Regions from separate parts of the Sus scrofa genome. Here region 2 is linked to region 1. A link is a contact called in public promoter capture Hi-C data. All regions are on one chromosome and are shown on one strand. The core of a region is the stretch at or near the end of the contact, and the rest is flanking DNA. Distances in the headings are between cores, read along the strand shown.

Evidence for each region. Promoter capture Hi-C pulls out the DNA fragments that hold promoters and counts their contacts.
Region 2: a promoter capture Hi-C map of fetal liver shows a contact between it and region 1, with 4 times the contacts expected there. The contact joins the promoter of DCAF12 here to the promoter of NOL6 in region 1. A contact is called at or near these places in 2 of 5 promoter capture datasets (fetal liver and liver) and 1 of 2 datasets of contacts at active chromatin or transcription factors (alveolar macrophages).

The regions. Positions count from the first base shown.
Region 1 is chr10:33,019,049-33,025,519 of Sscrofa11.1, reverse strand. It overlaps NOL6 (nucleolar protein 6), which reads right to left and starts at 3,485. Exons shown (of 26, transcript XM_003130678.4): 1 at 3,298-3,485; 2 at 1,634-1,837; 3 at 1,436-1,552. The coding sequence starts at 3,351.
Region 2 is chr10:32,671,696-32,678,192 of Sscrofa11.1, reverse strand. DCAF12 (DDB1- and CUL4-associated factor 12) reads right to left here and starts at 4,211. Exons shown (of 9, transcript XM_021064687.1): 1 at 3,815-4,211; 2 at 2,217-2,471. The coding sequence starts at 3,892.

The sequences.
Region 1 (6,471 bases), core at 2,236-4,735:
GGCCTGATCAGTGGGTTAGGGATCCAGCATTGCCATGATCTGTGGTGTAGGTCGCAGATACAGCTTGGATCTCATGTTGCTGTTGCTGTGGCTATGGCGTAGGCCAGCAGCTCCAGCTCCAATTTGATCCCTAGCCTGGGAACCTCCATATGCCGCAGGTGCAGCCCTAAAAAGACAAATATATATGTGTATCAGCATGTTAGAATGTTTGAAACCAAACTTCTAATCTTCCTGTAGACATGTCTTCCCTGTTAAAGCAACTTCATAGTAACTGCTCAAGCTAAAAAAACATTTAAATCACCTTGACTTATCTGTTAAAAACACTCATTTCACTTTCAAAAGGCATCCAGACACTGACCACTTCTCCATTCTTCTACCATAGTCTGAGGCATTTTCTAGTGGAACATTGCACAATAGGTTCCTGACTTATCTCCCAGATTTCCCCTTTGTCCCCCTCCATTCTATTTTTCTTTTGGCCATGCTCTTGGCATGCAGAAGTTCCCAGGCCAGGGACTGAACCCACACCAAAGCAGTGACCACCACAGCAGTGACAACACCTGATCCTTAACCCACTGTGCATCAGGGAATTCCCCCAGTCTACTTTTAACACAAGAGCCTGAGTGAACTTTTTATGTTTTTATTTCTTTTAATTTTGTTGTCATTGTTTTTTAGGGCCACATATGTGGTATATGGAAGTTCCCAGGCTAGGGGTCAAATCAGAGCAACAGCTGCCAGCCTACACCACAGCCACAGCAACACTGGATCCAAGCTGTGTCTGCAACCTACACGACAGCTCGTGGCAACACCAGATCCTTAACCCACTGAGCGAGGCCAGGGATCAAACCCATGTCCTCATGGTACTAGTCAGATTTGTAACTCGCTGAGCCATAATGGAAACTCCCTTGAGTGAACTTTTTAATACTGAAGTTAGATCACATCATCATTTTACAAAAAAAAGGGAAACAAAAACAAAAATGAACCCTGCAATTGTTCCCCATCTTATCCACAGCAACAGTAGAAGTCCTTATTTTGGTGCACAATGCCTTGCATGATGAGCCCCTTCCTCCCTTATCTTTCTGAACTCACCTCCTTCCACCCTCATTCATTGCAAAGAATGTACCAGAGTCCCCGTCCCTTGTTCTTCCCCTCCCTTTTCCATAATGTTTACCACCTTCTAACACTGCCTTGTCATGTTCACTATCTATCGTCCATTAAGTCCAACACTACAACATAGGCTGCGTTGTTCACTGATGTGTCCTAAGAATATAACTACTGCAAGGCACACAGTGTTTGCTAAATCAATGAACGAACACATGATTGACTGCATTCGCAGCTGAGCCTCCAGACAGTGAGAATAAGCTTCCAGCACCCTAGAATAGCAAGGCCTCCAAGGACATCTTCTGGAATTTCCAGTTCCCCTCACTACCTGCCTTACCTCTGTCTCAGAGGTTGGGGGCACCCTCATGATTCGCTGGTTGACCTCCCGTAGGAAAGCATCAATCCGCTCCTTCTTCTTCTCTGATAGCCTCACTTCCTTTAGTAGCTCCTCTACCTATAAGAAGGGGCAGGGAGAGTACTTCAGCCTCAGAGGCTCAAGCCTGCCCCTCTAACCCATGCCCCAGCCACTCAGTACCTGTAATCGGAGCAAGCTGGAATGGAACAGACTTTCAGTCTCCCGAAGGCGATTCAGCTCCTCATTGGTAGGCTCCTTGTACAGTTCTGCCCGGCTGAGTTTCACTGGCTGCAGAAGACCCACTGGAGACCCAGCCACTGGACGCTTCTTTGAGGAATCCCTTTTCCCCTCCTTGACTGGGCCTTCGAGAGCTGACTCCATCATCTGTGGTCAGTGAGAGGGAGAAGCCAGGGTGAGATCATAGATACCTAGTACCCATGCCTGACAGGCCACCATGGTACAATGTGGGTAAAAGATGATGTGGGTAAAAACTTCATCTGCTCCTGGTCTCTCCTTTGAATAGAAGTTAGAATGTGTAAAACAGAATAATTTTCACTTAAAAGAATATAACTGGAGTTCCCATTGTGGTGCAGTGGAAACGAATCTGAATAGGAACCATGAGGTTGCAGGTTTGATCCCTGGCCTCGCTCAGTGGGTTAAGGATCCAGTGTTGCTGTGAGCTGTGGTGCAGGTCACAGTTGCAGCTCAGATCTGGTGTTGCTGTGGCTGTGGTGTAGGGCAGCAGCTATAGCTCTGATTAGACCCCTAGCCTGGGAAGCTCCATATGCTACGGGTGCAGCCCTTAAAAAAAAAAAAGAATATGACTGAGCTCTTGGGGAGTTCCCTGGTCATCTAGTGGTCAGGACTTAGCACTTTCACCACTGTGGCCTGGTTCAATCCCTGGTCTGGGAACTGAGATCCCATATCACATTGTGGCAGAAGAGGAAGGAGAAGAAGTTTACTGAGCTCTAGACCAAAAACTCCTTGAGTTGAGGGTTCCCCGTATACTTGACAGCACAAGCATGGAGCTCTGCTTGGAGCTGATAGGAGTGGTAGCTGGCTGTACCCTGCCCAATGCAATGCCTAAGCTCCTGTGCTTTCAAGTATAAGGAGCTGCTTCTGCTGCTGGGTTAGTCCTAGGACTTTGCAAATGCCATCTCCACTCTTACTCTATCTAAACCCTGCCAGGTCACACACACACACACCACGACAGCATGCAAGCCCTGACAACAACAGACTTCAGGATACATTAAGTGCTCAGTAATGGAAAGAGCCTACTGGTTTTGAAGGATATACAGTAAATCATCCAATTCTCACAACAATCCTAACTGAAAACGCTAGAACGAAGCCCCGAGAGCTTCCACAGTTGGTATGCCTATACTGTGAGAAGGCTTCAAACCCTGATCTGAGGGATCCTAAACCTTCTCCCCTACAGCGGGCCCCGCCCCCCTCCAGGTTCCCACACCCGGAAGAGCCTTACTGGAGCGCTCTAGGAGCGCCACCATGTGGGGAGCCCAGAACTAGATCCCACCCAGCATCAAGGAGGACCTGGTCAGGGAAATGATCCAAGCTGCGGAGTGGAGTGGAGTGGGGTGTGGTGGGGTGGGGGCTGGGGCCACTTCAATTTCAAGGTGTAGAGCTAGGGAAGAGAGAAGCTCAATAGGCTTTAGTGCTTCTATCCATCTCCCTTACCAAGCCCTGTCTCGGTACCCCGGGCTGGAAACATTGGGGGAATGGGGCTCCTCCAGAAGGTACCGCCCTAGTGCCCCTTGTTGGCGAGCTATCAGGCTCTGCCGTTCCCCCCTCCCCATGTTGCATTCCTTCCTCCCAGATGGTTCTCCCACCTCCGGCTCCTCAGCAGTTCCGCGATGCTGCGCTCCCGCAGGTGCGGGCCCCATCCTTCTGGTATCCTGCTGGCACTTTGGGTTTAAATTCCGCTTGCTCTACAACTTCTTCCCACGTTGGCAGAAATGCCCAAGCACGGGCAGAAATGCTGGCACGATTGTCAGCAAGCCTCGTGGCGCAGGACTCCGCCCAGCTCCAGAGCCATTGGGTGAGTGCCCATCGACTCGCTCGCCATTGGGCTCTGTCACTCTCCAAGACCGCCCACTATGGGGGAGGGGCCAAACAGGGTTCTCCGATTTCCGGCTTCTTTGCGACGCCAGACCGGAAGCCTGCCTGACGCTTGGCGCAGCTTCCTTTCCCTCACTTCCTGCACTTGGGTCTAAAGGGTAAGGGCGGGGCTGGTTTGAGTTTCTGTGGTGAGCGTTTGTTTATTTACCCCGGTGATTCCTCTTCTTTTTTCATTTACCATTTAACCTTTTTTTTTTTTTTTTTTTTTTTTTTTTTTTGTCTTTTTGCCTTTTCTAGGGCCGCTTCCCAGGCTAGGGATCTAATCGGAGCTGTAGCCTCCGGCCTATGCCAGAGCCACAGCAACGCGGGATCCGAGCCGCATCTGCGACCTACACCGCAACTCACGGCAACACCGGATTTTTAACCCACTAAGCGAGGCCAGGGATGGAACCCTTAACCTCATAGTTCCTAGTCGGATTCGTTAACCACTGAGCCAGGACGGGAACTCCCAGTTAACCAGTCTTATCTGTTCTACCGCTAAAATATACCTTGAATTTACTCACTCTTGTCTCTTTGTTTTTTAAAGAAATTTATTCTGGCCGTACCAGAAGTATGTGCAAGTTCCCAGGCCAGGGATGGAATCCCTGCCATAGCAGTTACTCCCAGTTGCTATAGTGAAAACGCCGGATGTTTAACCCGCTGAACCACAAGGGAACTCCTCTGTTTTTACTGCCAAGTTTAGTCCAGTTCGCACGTCTTGTGCCTGGTTTATTGTAATAGCTTTTCTCTATTACATTTTCCAAATTTGCTGAATATGATGACCATCCATATACTCTTCACCTACCCATCATAACCTAGTATTAATAAATGCCAAATTTGCTTTGTCTTTGTGTACTTATGTTTTACTATTTTGCAGAGCCATGCTGTACATTAGATACTTAGAAGTTTGTCCTCATTTACTGGAAGTTTGTACCCTTTAACCAACATCTCATTTCTTCCACCTTCCAGGCCCTGGCAACTACCAATCCAATTTCTCTTTTTATGGGTTTAGCTTTTTTGGTTATTTATGGCCACACCTGTGGCATATGGAAGTTCCCAGGCTAGAGGTCGAATGGGAGCCACAGCCACCAGCATAGACCACGGCCACAGCAACCTGGGATCTGAGCTGCATTTTCAGTTTAGGCCACAGCTTGCAGCAATGCTGGATCTTTAATTCAACCAGCGAGGCCAGAGATGGACCTCACAGACCAGTTCTTAACCTGCTGAGCCACAATGGAAACCCTGGGTTTAGTTTTTCTGAATTCCACATATGCAATACTACAATACTTGTATTTGTCTCTCTCTGACTTCTTTCACTTAGCATGATGCCCTCAATGTTCATCATGTTGTCACAAATGGCAGGACTTCCTTCTTTATAACTGTAGAGTGTTTTGATTGTTAAGGAAGCTTTCCTGGAAGAGATGGGACTTGTACTAAGTCTTGAAGCATGATTTGAGTTTGAGTTAGCCAAGAAGAGGAATAACCACAGTTGAAATTTAAGGAAGACCACAGAGGTGAGAGATCAGTCAACCACTCACTCCACATCTGATGACCCTTAAATGCCAGGCTCTGTGCTCAGTGTCAAGGATAAAGATAAATAAGACATGAGGATCACAAGTCAGAAACCTGGAATAATGCTCTTGCTTTAACATTTCATAGGCTGGTTCCTCTGTTTATTTAAACATAACCTCAAGTGGTTTCTTCTGACCCTGCCTTCATTTAAAATTGCAAATAGGAGTGCCCATTGTGGCTCAGTGGTAACAAACAACTAGTATCCATGAGGATGCAGGTTCAATCCCTGGCCTCACTCAGTGGGGTTAAGGATCTGGCATTGCCATGAGCTGTGATACAGTTGCAGATGAAGCGTGGATCTGGCATTGCTGTGGCTGTGGTGTAGGCCTGCAGCTGCAGCTCTATTCGACTCCTAGCCTAGGAGCTTCCACTTGCCACCAGTGTGGCCCAAAAAAGACAGAAGAAAAAAAAAGAAAGAAAGAAAAGGAGTTCCCGTCATGGCTCAGTGGTTAACGAATCTGACTAGGAACCATGAGTTTGTGGGTTCGATCCCTGGCCTCACTCAGTGGGTTAAGGATCCAGTGTTGGTGTGAGCCATGGTGTAGGTCGCAGACGCACCTTGGATCCTGTATTGCTGTGGCTCCATCGTAGGCTCTGATTTGACCCCTAGCCTGGGAATGTCCATGTGCCGCGGGTACGGCCCTAGAAAGATAGACAAAAAAAAAAAAAAAAGCAAATAAATAAAATTGCATCCACCCCAACAGTTTCAGTGGTAGCCCTCCCCAATCATCTTCATTAATACTCACCAAAACTTGCAACAATATTGTCTACTAATTACTTATTTTTGTGTGTTTCTGTCTCAACTAGCTAGGAACATAAACTCCATGAAGGCAGGAACTAATCATTTCCGTCTCATTCACTACTTTATTTTTCATCCTTTTTGGGTGGGGGAGTATGCCCACAGCATGTAGAAGTTCTCAGGCCAGGGATCAAACCTGTGCCACAGCAGTGACCCAAGCCACTGCAGTAATAATACCAGACCCTTAAACTGCCGAACCACAAGATAATTCCAGTTTTATGCTTTTTTTTTTTTTCCTGGTATTTTTGCCTTTTTTTCTAGGGCCGCTTCATGAGGCATATAGAGGTTCCCAGGCTAGAGGTCTAATTGGAGCTGTAGCCGCCGGCCTACCCCAGAGCCACAAAACACAGGATCTGAGCCTTGTCTTCGACCTACACCACAGCTCACAGCAACACCGGATCCTTAACCCATTGAGCAAGGCCAGTGATCGAACCCACAACCTCATGGTTCCTAGTCGGATTCGTTAACCACTGCACCACGACGAGAACTCCTGTTCTATTTTTTATTCCTTTTTGGGGGGGACATCATTCACTAC
Region 2 (6,497 bases), core at 2,962-5,461, 350 kb after region 1:
TAATTCAATTTAAAATTCATCAACATTTTCTGGGCAAAACACTATGAGGGTTTGTGTGCGGTGTGGAATGAATTCCTCTAAATGGAAGACTTTTTTTCTACTCCAAGTGACAATGATGACAGGTCTCTTAATCCAAGAGTGATGGCCTGAGAGACTAGGAAAAGGAAGTTTTGTAGAAGGCTGCCACACTACTTAGTTTTGACAGGCTTCTTCATAACAAGCAGCCTTCAACAGAAGAGGAAATGAAAGCTTGCCCTCAACCACCATGGTATTATTTCCTTCCTTAAAACTCAGGTTTAGGAGTTCTCTTGTGCAGTGGGTTAAGGATCTAGTGTTGTCACTGCAGCAGCTTGGGTTCCACTCTTGGCCCAGGAACTTCCACATGCCATGGGCGTGGCCAAACACAAAAAACAACTCATGTTTAAATCCTTGCCTATGTCCTTTATAAACACTTCTCCTAGTACTTAAGACTTTCTTGATCTAGAGCCATCCTCTCTTTCAACTGATCCAAGATATGTTTCTGCCCAGGGTTAATTTACCCCGCCATTATGACATTTCTTGTCTATTCATACAGGATGAGGTGAAAACAGAGAGCAGCTGGGCCTACATTTCATCTTTTCCCACAAGTTATTCAGAATCATCTCCCACCTGCAGGCTCTGCCTTTTCTCACTTGGCATTATTTGTGCTATTTGTTTTTTTGTGGGGGGTTTTTTGTTTGTTTTTTGCTTTTTAGGGCTGAACTTTTGGCATATAGGAGTTCTCAGGCTAGGGGTTGGATCGAAGGCACAGCCACTGGCCTACACCACAGCCACAGCAGCGTGGGATCCGAGCTGTGTCTGCCACCTGAGCTATAGCTCATGGCAGTGCCAGGTCCTTAACCCACTGATCGAGGTCAGGGATCACACCGGCATCCTCATGGATCCCAGTCTGGTTTGTTGACCGCTAAGCCATGATAGGAACTCTGCAATTGTGCTATTTGTGCTCTTTTGTTACAATCATATCCACAACATCAATTATGGATTGACTTATTTTATCCAGGCTTGTAAATGCCCTGGTTAAATTTACTGATGAAATGTCCCCTTCATTCACTTATAACTGTCTTCTAAGTCATTCTATGTAAAAATACTCCACTCACGGCATGTTCAATTTTTCTCTCTTTTTACTCCTTTTCAGAACGCTACTTTGCAAAGGTCAAACACTGACATCCTAAAACATACCACTAAACATACCTGCCTTCCCTTTCCCATGGGAAATACATTTTTAGATTCTACCTCCTAAAAGAATATTTGTCTTATTCCTACCTTCAGTCAAGTGCAATTTAAAATACTTCTGGAGTTCCCATTGTGGCACAGTGGTTAACGAATCCGACTAGGAACCATGAGGTGGCGGGTTCGATCCCTGCCCTTGCTCAGTGGGTTAACGATCCAGCGTTGCTGTGAGCTGTGGTGTAGGTTGCAGAGGCGGCTCGGATCCCGAGTTGCTGTGGCTCTGGTGTAGGCTGGCAGCTACAGCTCCGATTCGACCCCTAGCCTGGGAACCTCCATATGCCACGGGAGCGGCCCAAGAAATGGCAAAAAAAATAAATAAATAAAATACTTCTACATATGCCCTTAGGCTAGCAGACAACACCTAGGTTTTTACTGTCCTGTATCCTGGAGTTCTCACTGTGGTGCAGCAGAAATGAATCCAACTGGTATCCATGAAGACAAGGGTTTGATCCCTGGCCTCGTTCAGTGGGTTAAGGATCTGGCATTGCCATGAACTGTGGTGTAGGCCTGCAGCTGCAGCTCCAATTCAGCCCCTAGCCTAGGAACTTCCATATGCCACGGGTTCAGCCTTTAAAAAAAGATGGCAGAGCAAAACATATATCCTATATCCTGAATGATGCCCTGATCATCATTCTTTCCTGTCTTTCCTCCTAGGCCTCTGACTTAAAAAACAAAGAAGAAGAAAATCTAGAAGCAGTGGCATACCTACATGGCAAGAGACCTAAAGAAATAGACTCCTCTGAAGATTTATCAGAAATGAGGTATGGAAGTAAGAAAACAAATAAAAAAAGAGAAAAAGTCATGAACAGATAGGAGTGAATGGAGAGGAGAATAAGGCAATGTCCTCCCAAAAGAACTAATGGGGAAAACCAGCAGTGAGTGATCCTAGAGCATGTGGAGCCACATATCCAGGACTAAGAGACACTTAACCCATCCCAGACACTTACCGTGTTGCATTTTGTGCCACACACCACTTGCCTATGATTTAGCCACTGAGATGCAAACACTTTATTGAGGGTCCCAAGGTGAAACTCTCTTTCCTTCAGGAGACTGGGAAGTTGCTGTGCTGCATAACCATGCAACACTCGAGAGTAGTTGGTTTCATTCTGTAGCCTGACTTCTCGGTTCTTCAGGTAGTACACTAAGGATCTCTTCACTGGGGGGAGTCTTTTCCTTTTGTGCAGTGAATGATCCCAGCCAAACTGTGGAAAGCAAAATTAAAAATCAAGGCTTTTGCTACCTTTGTCAGATGGAGAGATCCTACTGTATTAAGGAACTCAACAAAAATTCTTTCTGCAGGATTTACATACAACAGAAACACAATACTAGGAGTTCCCATTGTGGTGCAGTGGTTAATGAATCCGACTAGGAACTATGAGGTTTCGGGTTCAATACCTGGCCTTGCTCAGTGGGTTAACGATCTGGCGTTGCTGTGGCTCTGGTGTAGGCTGGCTACAGCTCCGATTCGGCCCCTAGCCTGGGAACCTCCATATGCCACGGGAGCAGCCCAAGAAATGGCAAAAAAAAAAAAGACCAAAAAAAAAAAAATACAATACAAAACAAAAGACAGCAAAGTCAATCTAAAGTCCAGTTTAACTCTCCCAACATTGAAAAGATGCTGCTCATAGTCAAACCTACCTACAGGAAACAAGGGCTGAAAGACAAGGACATGAAAGCAGAAAAAAGGACAAAAGAAAACTAAGTCTTCTTAGAAGTGAAGGATTCAGGTATCTAAAAGTACCTGAGTACTTTTGATAGGGGAGGGAATAAAGGGCAGAGACAGACCTGGACTACATCTCTAATGGCCCCCTTCTCTGTCTCGGCCTGCACTCCCTGCAGAGCATAGAAGGTGCAGCCCAAGGAGCCTGACTAGGATCCCAGGTCTTTCAGGCAATGGCCACCTTCCTGTCACCAGGTCCATGCTCCAGACAGTTGAAAAATTTGAAAAATTAAACACCAAAGGGGTGGCAGGCATGGGAAATCTGAGTCTGAATACCACCACCAAGGTCTTCCCTGCCAAAGAGAGCTGGATAGGAGTGATACCTGAAAACTGCTGTCTCTCCTAGGCGTCCAAGTACCAAAAGACCCAGCTCAGGGCTTGAGGATCCTTAGGGAGGCTCATTCCTATATGAGATACGCAATCATCTCCGCTTCCCCCGGCCACTGGAAGGGGGGCTTAACTTTCCCTTCACGTATTTGTGGGAGGTTTTGTTCCCTTCCTTCGATTCCTTTTGATCCCCTTCCTTTAAACCCAGATTGCTTCTCCCCAAACCCCACTCCCGGCTGCAGGCCTCCCTGGAATATACCTCATTCTCATGTTCCCCTTTAGCTCCTCAGCCCTGCGGTCTTTCTGCTTTCCAGTGAACTCCTAAGGGCCCATCCCTGATTCTACAGACCGAGGTTCTGCTCTTCCCCTCCACCTCCAGCTCCCCCCCTCCAAACCCCCGACTATAGATCTTGGACCCCGTTAAGGTTTCCTCATCTGCGAACCCTATTCCCTAGGTGTCTCGGTCTAATCACCCGGCTCCCACTTCTCAGCCCTCACCTGTGGGCCCTGAGCGTCGCTCCCAGCTCCCGGCGAGGCGGGCGCTTTCCGCTTCCTGCTAACTGCTTTCCGGGCCATAGTGGGCAGCGCCGCGGCGGCCCCGCAGCCACATGGGGCGGGGGAAGCGTGGGGGAGCAAGAAGGCGGGTCATATACTGGGCCCCGGGGCCGCGCACCTTAGCGCGCTCGGCCCGGAAAATGACCCGGACCCCGGGCGGCAGTAGAAAATAAGGAAGGTAAGCAGAAGGGAAGGAGGGAAGGAGGACTGGGGCCGGGAAAGGGAAGGGAAAGGGGAAGGGGAGGCAGGAACCCGAAGCTTTACGACGACGGAGTCTGGAAAGGACGGCGAGCGGCTGGAACCAAAACACCCCTCCCCTTCGCCCGCGCTCCGTCACCCTCGCGCAGCCGCACTTGGCAGCACGTCGTCTAGGAGACGCGGTCGGGACTAGGGGGCGGGGTTTGGGGTTCGCAGTAGAGTTTGTGGCTGTTGCTTAACCCCACCCTCCCCGCCCCCCGCGCCGCGCTCCGGACATTTTTCAACCGCCGTCTGACGACCGCTGGAGATGTGCGACTTGCGGGTAAAGGAATTTAGGTTCTACCCGCCGACTTCACCGCCCTGCGCGCCCGCTTGCCCAGCGCAGGCACCTCGCTCGGAGAAGGAATCCCTCCTAACACGCCTTTACCCCGCAGTCGCTTCTGGTTATCTCCTTTTGAAGGCTGCACGTTTCCCCGAACTCTATTAAACCGAGCCCTGGCTCCAAGGATTGGACACTTCGGGAAGAGGCATAACTACCCTCTCCCGCCACACCCACTCTCGACCCCGCAAGGTGGAGTCCGGCTCGAAATCCACAGCAGTTTGTTCAGACTTTCACACTGTAGAGAACTTGTCCGGCCCTGCCCGGGTTCCCCCACCAACACCATCCCAGGGGCCTCTGGCTGCCCTCTCCCCAACTCCTGGGGTGCTCTTGGGCTTCATTTTCCACCCGGTCTTCTCCCTCCCTCGGCTGCCCCCCCCCCCCCCCCCCGTCGCTGTACTAACCGCAACAGCCTTCCAGTCACCTCTCCCTTAGCTGCTGCGTGGGACCTCACTGCCCTTTAGCGTCCCACTACCTCCTGGCCGCACTGTCTTTTGTGCTCTACGAAATAGGCCTCCCTCCGTGATTTATATTTCTTAGTCTCCCATGCAGTTCTAAGCTAAGGACTGGAACAGAGGTCTGTCTGCCACTCCCTGCTTCTCTCTTGGGGCCCAAGTTGCGTCTCCATCAGGGCAGATTGGGTGAAATTCTAAACCACCGAGAAGAGTGGCGTTTGACCTGTCAGTATAGTTAAAGCTGGCATTGGTCACCGGACAAGCGCTCTTCCTTCAGAATCACCCTTGCCTCCGTTTTCAGAAGATTGTGTAGGGATTTGAGTGCCAGCCCCCACTTTGCTCAGATAAAGAAATCCTTTGAGGAAGCAGGAAGCTCTTGCTTGGCTTGGGGCTGACTGGCCTCAGGCTTTAGTGCCCAGTTACCTGCTCATCCATCCCTTCAGGCTTCAGGCCTCATACCTGCAGGGAGCTCTGTTGGCCCATCTGAAGTTCTGCCTACAAGGAGATTTGGATTTGTTTTCCAAGCCGAACCAAAAACCAGATTGAGACAGTGTCTTCCGCCATCCCAAGTCAGCACTGCAGCTAATCCCTAATGCCACCTCGGGAAAGGCAGCCCCATCTTACTTAGTCAGGACTATCTCTTCAGAGACATACACCCAAGTGGGTCAGCAGTGGGTCAGCTTTCCTTTTTTGAGCCAGTTGTTCCAGTTCTGTCTTGCCTCACAATGCTCTGGATGACCCAGGAGCCCATTGGCCAAGAGTCTGGAATTCCTTTGAGAATCTCTAAGCTAATGCTTGGCTGCATTTGAATCTTGGTCTCTGTTCATGTCAGAGGTCTTAGGCTTATCCTCAAGCTTGGTGCACTTCATTTTGACATCCCAGGAACTATCCCTGAATGCAGAGCTCACCATTTCTGTGGGAACAAAATAGAATGAAGATTTATTTGGAAGTTTAAAAGTTTATAATTGCTTTTAAAAGACTGATAATACCAAGAATTGGTGAGAAAGTAGAATGATTAGAACTCTCGAGTGGGTGTGTAAATTGGCACAAACAATTTGGAAAAAATCTGTGGCAGTACCTACCAAAGCTAAATACATGTACCCTATCATCAAGCAGCTCTACTTTGTTTTTTTGTTTTGTTTTGTTTTGTTTTGCGATTTCTTGGGCTGCTCCCACAGCATATGGAGGTTCCCAGGCTAGGGGTCAAATCGGAGCTGTAGCCGCCGGCCTACACCAGAGCCACAGCAATGTGGAATCCGAGCCGCATCTGCGACCCACACCACAGCTCACAGCAACGCCGGATCCTTAACCCACTGAGCAAGGCCAGGAATCAAACCCACAACCTCATGGTTCCTAGTCGGATTCGTTAACCACTGAGCCATGATGGGAACTCCAAGCGGCTCTACTTTGTAAACCCAAAAGAAATGAATGTTTATGTCCACCAAAAGTCATTTACAAGAATATTCATAGCAACTTTATTCAAAGTAGGCCTAAATTGGAAATAGTTCAAATGGCAATCAATATTAAAAAAGATAAACTCAGGATTTCCATGAATTTATCAGGCTCGATAATTTACTATAATGGCTCGCTGAAC